Linked DNA regions of Mus musculus: region 1 is linked to region 2. A link is a contact called in public promoter capture Hi-C data. All regions are on one chromosome and are shown on one strand. The core of a region is the stretch at or near the end of the contact, and the rest is flanking DNA. Distances in the headings are between cores, read along the strand shown. Region 1 has its middle 110 kb from the start of Cyp26a1. Region 2 has its middle 6.2 kb from the start of Cyp26a1.

The links. Promoter capture Hi-C pulls out the DNA fragments that hold promoters and counts their contacts.
Region 1: a contact with region 2 is called in a promoter capture Hi-C map of trophoblast stem cells, with 4 times the contacts expected there. The contact joins two enhancer-like sites. A contact is called at or near these places in 11 of 39 promoter capture datasets (the 3T3-L1 cell line, HPC-7-derived erythroid cells, embryonic stem cells and 5 more), 4 of 484 Hi-C or Micro-C datasets (embryonic stem cells, nephron progenitors and pre-B cells) and 9 of 115 datasets of contacts at active chromatin or transcription factors (the NIH/3T3 cell line, bone marrow-derived macrophages, differentiating embryonic stem cells and 6 more).

The regions. Positions count from the first base shown.
Region 1 is chr19:37,808,189-37,811,169 of GRCm38.p6, forward strand. No RefSeq gene overlaps it. Among named protein-coding and RNA genes, the nearest start is that of Cyp26a1, 110 kb to the left of the region's middle. Within about 2 kb of position 1,708, at least 6 of the 459 cell types and tissues checked have an H3K27ac peak or open chromatin away from gene starts, as enhancers often do. A contact at or near this core is called in trophoblast stem cells, where this site is marked.
Region 2 is chr19:37,702,525-37,705,462 of GRCm38.p6, forward strand. No RefSeq gene overlaps it. Among named protein-coding and RNA genes, the nearest start is that of Cyp26a1, 6.2 kb to the left of the region's middle. Within about 2 kb of position 1,552, at least 20 of the 459 cell types and tissues checked have an H3K27ac peak or open chromatin away from gene starts, as enhancers often do. A contact at or near this core is called in trophoblast stem cells, where this site is marked.

The DNA.
Region 1 (2,981 bases), core at 458-2,957, 110 kb after region 2:
TCTGCAGAGCAAATTCCAGGACAGCCAACACTTCACAAAAAAACCCTGTCTCAAAAAACAACCAAAAAAAACAAACAAACCCAAAACAAAAACAAAACAAAAACAAAAACAAAAACAAAAAAACAAAAAACAAAAAACAAAAAACAAAAAACAAAAACAAACAAACAAACAACAACAACAACAACAAGGAAACTCTCAACCGTTCCTGCTGCTCGCTCTGCCATCATGGACTCCATCCCCTAAAACTGTAAGCTCAATTTAATGTTTCTTTTATAACTTGCCTTGGTCACAGTGTTGGGTCATAACAAGGAAAAACTAATACACATGCTTCTGCCAAAACAGGACAGCAGTACTGATAAATGAATCTCAAAAACAGCCTTGACACTAGTTCAACATTCACACTATCCTATGTCCTCTCCTAAACAGCGTTACACAGGTACATCTCATGTAGCCCTCATGTTACATCCAAGGACACTTACTATGTACATCTAGATTATATTGCTGTTGAGTGTGGACTGCCTACACAGTCTGGTCCTTACCTGGGCTTATGATGCCTCCAGTGTTGTTTCCTATCGTGTGAAGAGTTTATGGTGTGTTTCTGCATGCTATAACTGTGTTTCCTGTATTAGTTGCTGAAGAGAGCTTCAGGACCAGCTACTTCAAGAACAGAAGCATGGCTTCTTTTCCCCTGTAAAAATCCTGAAGTAGGTGACACTTTGGCCACTGGCTACCCTCTACATGGTCACTCTCTCTATTTTTTTCTTCATATTCTCCTAGTAGGATTAGTATCATCAGACCAGAAGTGGCATGTACCCTGTTGTACCAAGAAGCATTCTTGAAGCCCAGAAGAGCAGTCTCTGATGTAATAGTATTAGGGTCTCTTTATTACAAGCTTGGGCTCTCCTCCAGCTCAGCCTTGACACAACAGGATAGGAAGGGAAGGCGGAGCAGCCTCGAACCCTCAGCAGGACAAGATTTTATAGGAAAATAAGAGCAAGTGAAGAGGGTGAGGGAGGGGGGTGTACAGTCTGGCAAGCATCTAATAGAATGACCATAAGCCATCAGGTAGGTGCTCTGGAGCAAGACCATACACCATCACAAACGGTCTGAAGTATATCTGAAACAATCAGACTAGTCTTTGATTAACTGTTACTAGGAAGTAGTTAGGGAGTAACTCTGGCCAAGGACAAGCTGTGAGGTCCTTTCTGGTACCTGGGTGCAGCTTGTGTTCTGCTGCAGGTCAACTTCTCAGGCTTTTTTTTTTTTTTCTTTAAGAGGGAGGCTGGTCCCAAGATGGAATAGATTTGGCCTCTCAATCCCTTCTTACTTCAGAAAAAATTTTGACATCTGGGCATATCTAACTTCAAAGGAGGCTGTATGGTAGGCAGTTAGAATCCTTGGTGGCAAGAAAGAGCTTTGACTGGACTTTACTGAAGGTTCATTGTGTTCTTAACGGTCATCCATAAGTACCTATAAACTATAAGAGAACAATGTCTGGGTCCTGTTTGCTCCTGCCCAGGCCTAATCACCTGCCGCAGAAATAACAAACTCCTGACCTTCTCTGCCGGCCCTACCTCATTTGGTATTTATGGCAGACATCACTAATCAACCATAGCACCTTTCCCTGCTGATCTTGGGTATGACTCAGAGTCCTTCGCAATACCATGGCCCTGGAAGCCATGACTGGTAAGCGGGAACTGACACGGGATCTGAATTCAACTAGCCCGTCCTGACTGCAGTCATACAAACACTGACCCGAGAAGAACGAACTGTAGTCATCTTCCTTCTGTGGCCAAGGAACCACGAACATCGTTTGCTGTTGCTGATTTTAAAATGTGTTTTTCAAATACTTTGACAGGCTTTCTTTGAAAAGGTCGAGTTCATTCCCCAGCTTGAATGCTGGCCACAGATGACTTATTTCTAACAAGCACGGTGTGGCAGAAGTCATCGTTTGTGGCTTCTTAGACCAGCGGTTCTCGACCTTCCTAATCTGCGACACATTAATACAGTTCCTCATATTGTGGTGACTCCCCCCCCCAACCATAAAATTATTTTGTCGCTACTTCATAACTGTAATGTTGCTACTGTTGCCGGTCATAATGTAAATATCTGACATAGGACCCAAAGGGGCCATGACCCACAGGTTGAGAACCATTGTCTTAGCTCCTCATGAAAAGAATGCACATCTCTCATTTTTAAAATTCTTACTCTGGGAAGGGCCAGCTGCCATGTCCTGAGGACACTAAAGCAGCCTTGTGACATTCATGAGGAGAAGAACTGAGGTTCCTGTCAACAATCAACCATGTGACTGAGCTGCTGTGGAATCAGATCCACCAGCCTTCAAGCCTTCAGAGGACGCAGCCCCAGATAGCACCTGATTGTGACTTTATGAAAGACCCCAAGTCAGAATGGCTTACTGAGCTGTCCCCCACCTGCAAACCTCCATCCATAGGAACATGAGAGAATAACAAATGGTTATTACTACTTTAAAACACACAGTCTTGGGGACATGCTATGTAACAAATAATATAGACAGATAAATACAACATGTGCTTTGTTAGAACCGGAGCCCAAAGCTTGGACAGTGTCAAGAGTCTGGGAGGAGGTATGGGATGACAATGTTACGCTTTTGCTTGGCTGTTGGGTGGCTACAGAGAGAACTGTGTCTGACTGGGACTGTGCTGGCAATGAGCCCATCTTTATTAGCTTACTAAAAAATAGATTTGATATCTAAGGAAACACAAAGGGATACACAGGAGGAAGAAGTGCCGGTCGTGTGCCTTCTACCACCAGCTAGGTCACAAGAACAGCATAGACTCAAAATTTCTCTTTTTGACTCCAACACATCTACCATACTATACTCTTAACCCACCTTTCCACGTGGTAGGTCTCGTGGTATTGCTCCTGAAATAGCCACTCCTCCAAAGTACTGTCTGGAGATCCTAGTCACCACCTCTTACTGTGGGGGCTTCCGTTTTCCA
Region 2 (2,938 bases), core at 302-2,801:
TTGGCTAACCTCCGCGAGAGCGCGGTTTTGTCACAGTTCTGACCCTGGCATGACCACGTTCTGAACGGAAGGCCGAACTCACTCCAGAGAGGTTAGCCACGGTGACTGGCTTATGCAAGCACATTCCCCCGTTTTGAAATGGCACAACCTGCTCGCTGGAACCTCTGGACGGCTTGTAGGTTTTGGACTTTAAAATTTTCATTACAATTTGAGAATTTGGCAATGTCACGGGAACCGGGTGGTCTGAAATAGGTGTTTGAACAGCTTTCGGTCCATAGTTAGACTTGCGCAATCTACCTGACTTTAGCGTTTGGGTAGAACATGAGTTGTTCTTGTTGTTGGATACTTCTGCTATTTCGAGAGCTTATTGAGTAACCCACAATGCAATGCTACAACATAAAGAAAGGAGACAAGTGGCCAAAGCTTCCGGACTCTATACTGTGAAAATGGAGCCCTTCCTCTGCAGAATGTCTGCCCGAGATCTTTGCAGATAGATTGAGCCAGCCTGGGGTGGGGGGTGGGGTGGGACATCAACAATCACAGAAAAACTTATACAAGGTCATTTTAGGGAGGTTTCGACACTATGCACTTTATTGAAGGGTGATTGGCTTTTAACAGCAGTGTCTTTGGTTACAGGAGGACTGTGAATCTCCATGAGCCGAGTTCTGTAGGAAACTCGAGCCATTTTAACATATAACTCAACTTCTTAAAAGCCACCTGAAGTTTTCTTCCCCTCTGGAGAGCTCATGGTTTTCTTCTCAACCTTTAGCTCAGTTATATCATCCAGGATCCACCTCAAAGATACATCCCCAGTGCGCTCTCTGATAATGCAGAGGGTGTTGAGTGAAGGCAGTGAGGTGCGTGGTATGAGACTGACTGAACGGACATAAGTGAGCCTGGGTCACACGTACCTGGGACAGGTTTGTTTATGGTACCAGTACCTGTGGGTCAGTACCCATGCGATGGAGAAATGAGGTAGCCTTGGCTAAAGCTGTGGAAAGAGGGCCATGGCTGTAGGAAACAAGCCCTCGGGACTCCCAGAGCTCCCTATGGTGATGGGAGCCTACAATCACTGTGTCGGTAGGTGGGCTCGCCACACTGGGCTGGAGTCCGCTGCCTCCTTCCTGTGGTGTTTGGCCTTGTCAATTCCTGTGCCTTTGTCTTCAGTCAGAGGTGTGGTGTCGCCCACCACACAGATCATTATCAGGACAGGGATGTGAAGGGAAGGGCTTCTTCCACATTCCGAAAGACTGTAGTCTTAGCAGGCTGGAGACCTAGAGGAGACACACCAGGAGTTTTGGAATCAGAAAAGACTTCCTGATGCCTCTTCTGCCCACCTCCACCCCTTTTCTAACACTTACCTATTATCTTTCCAAGGTTCTATAGCTGAGGGGTCACTATCTCCTAAATTTATCTTTCCTGCATCCTGTCACCTCTTCTGTCCCTGCCACAGTACAATTCCTTCATAAGCAACAGGTGAATTGGAGCTATGGGAGATTGCAGAGTTGGCTCCATCTTTCCTATCCCTTGTGGTGGTTTCAGGGCTTTTGCACCTTGCAAACCCCAAGATGTCCACAAGGGGGCGGGCTTCTCCCTTCTATGCCAAGCCCAGGGTACCTGTGACCGTGAAAGTTTTTCCACCAGTGACCATGAAATCTAAAGTTGACACATTCCGGTTCAAGGCTGCTTTGACCTCTAGATAGTGAGAAGCTGAAGACAACCCAATAACTTAGCTAGTACTCCACAAAAGGCCTGCCCCTCCCCCAAGAAGGGATCACATACTCCAGGTTTACCTAGACCATTACACAGTTCCAGAGGTAGTCAGCTGTGCACTCTGGATTTCCCACATTGTCCATATTTTAATCTATGCTATGTTACCCCAGTTTTCCAAGAAAACATAGGCAGCCTAATTAGTGTTTAGATGGCCTGAACTCAGTTCTGGAACCATCCCTTGAGAAAAAGCACTGTTGGAGCTGGAGAGAGAGCAAAGCCATTAAAAGCACGTTCCGCTCTTACAGAGGAGCCACGTGTGGTTTCCAGCACCCGCACTGGGCAGCTCACGACTGTCTGTAGCTCCCGCTCCAGCAGATCTGACAGTATCTTCTGACTTCCAAGGGTACCTGTGTTCTCTCTCTCTGTCTCTCTCTGTCTGTCTCTGTCTGTCTCTCTCTGTCTGTCTCTGTCTCTCTGTCTGTCTCTCTGTCTGTCTGTCTGTCTGTTTGTCTCTCTCTCTCTCTCTCTCTCTCTCTCTCTCTCTCTCTGTGTGTGTGTGTGTGTGTGTGTGTGTGTGTGTGTGTGTAGCTGGCATCCAACTCAGAGATCTGCCTGCCTCAGCCTCTGGAGTGCCCTAAAGGCAGTCACACCTGGCAAAATAAACTGAAATCTTAAGAAGAGAGAGAGGGCTGTGGATGTTAGAGGGGTAGTGGTGGCTCCTAAAAATCAACAGGTCAAAACTGTTGTAAATAACAGGTTCAGACCTGTCCTTCTGAACAGAGCATTTGCTTAGGAGGTGAGCCAGAGGAAGAGGTTACCAATACCGTGTGTGAAGGAGTAGCTAGAATTCTTTGGTGATGAAACCTGTGACCTTGGGGGCGGGGGTGGGAGCAAGCTCCTGGTCAGCAGGGGCATTCAAACGCAAGCTGGGTGGTGAAGATGGGTTAAATGGCTTTCCCATTCTCCTTCACAGCTAAACAGTGGCAAAGCTCCGACCGTTCATCCTGTATTAATTAGTTAGTTCCTCTGACACCTTCCTTCCTTCCTTTGAAATACACATTAATAACAGTCTTGGGAGACAGGTTCCCCTCCTCACTCTTCCTTCTAGCTCTTTCCGCAGTCCTCGCCTTAGGACTAGGTGAGATGGAGGTACAGAGGCACCTGGTACCCTGTGAGCTGTAGCGTTCAACTGCGATTTCTGGGTCTGCTTCAACACCCCACATCT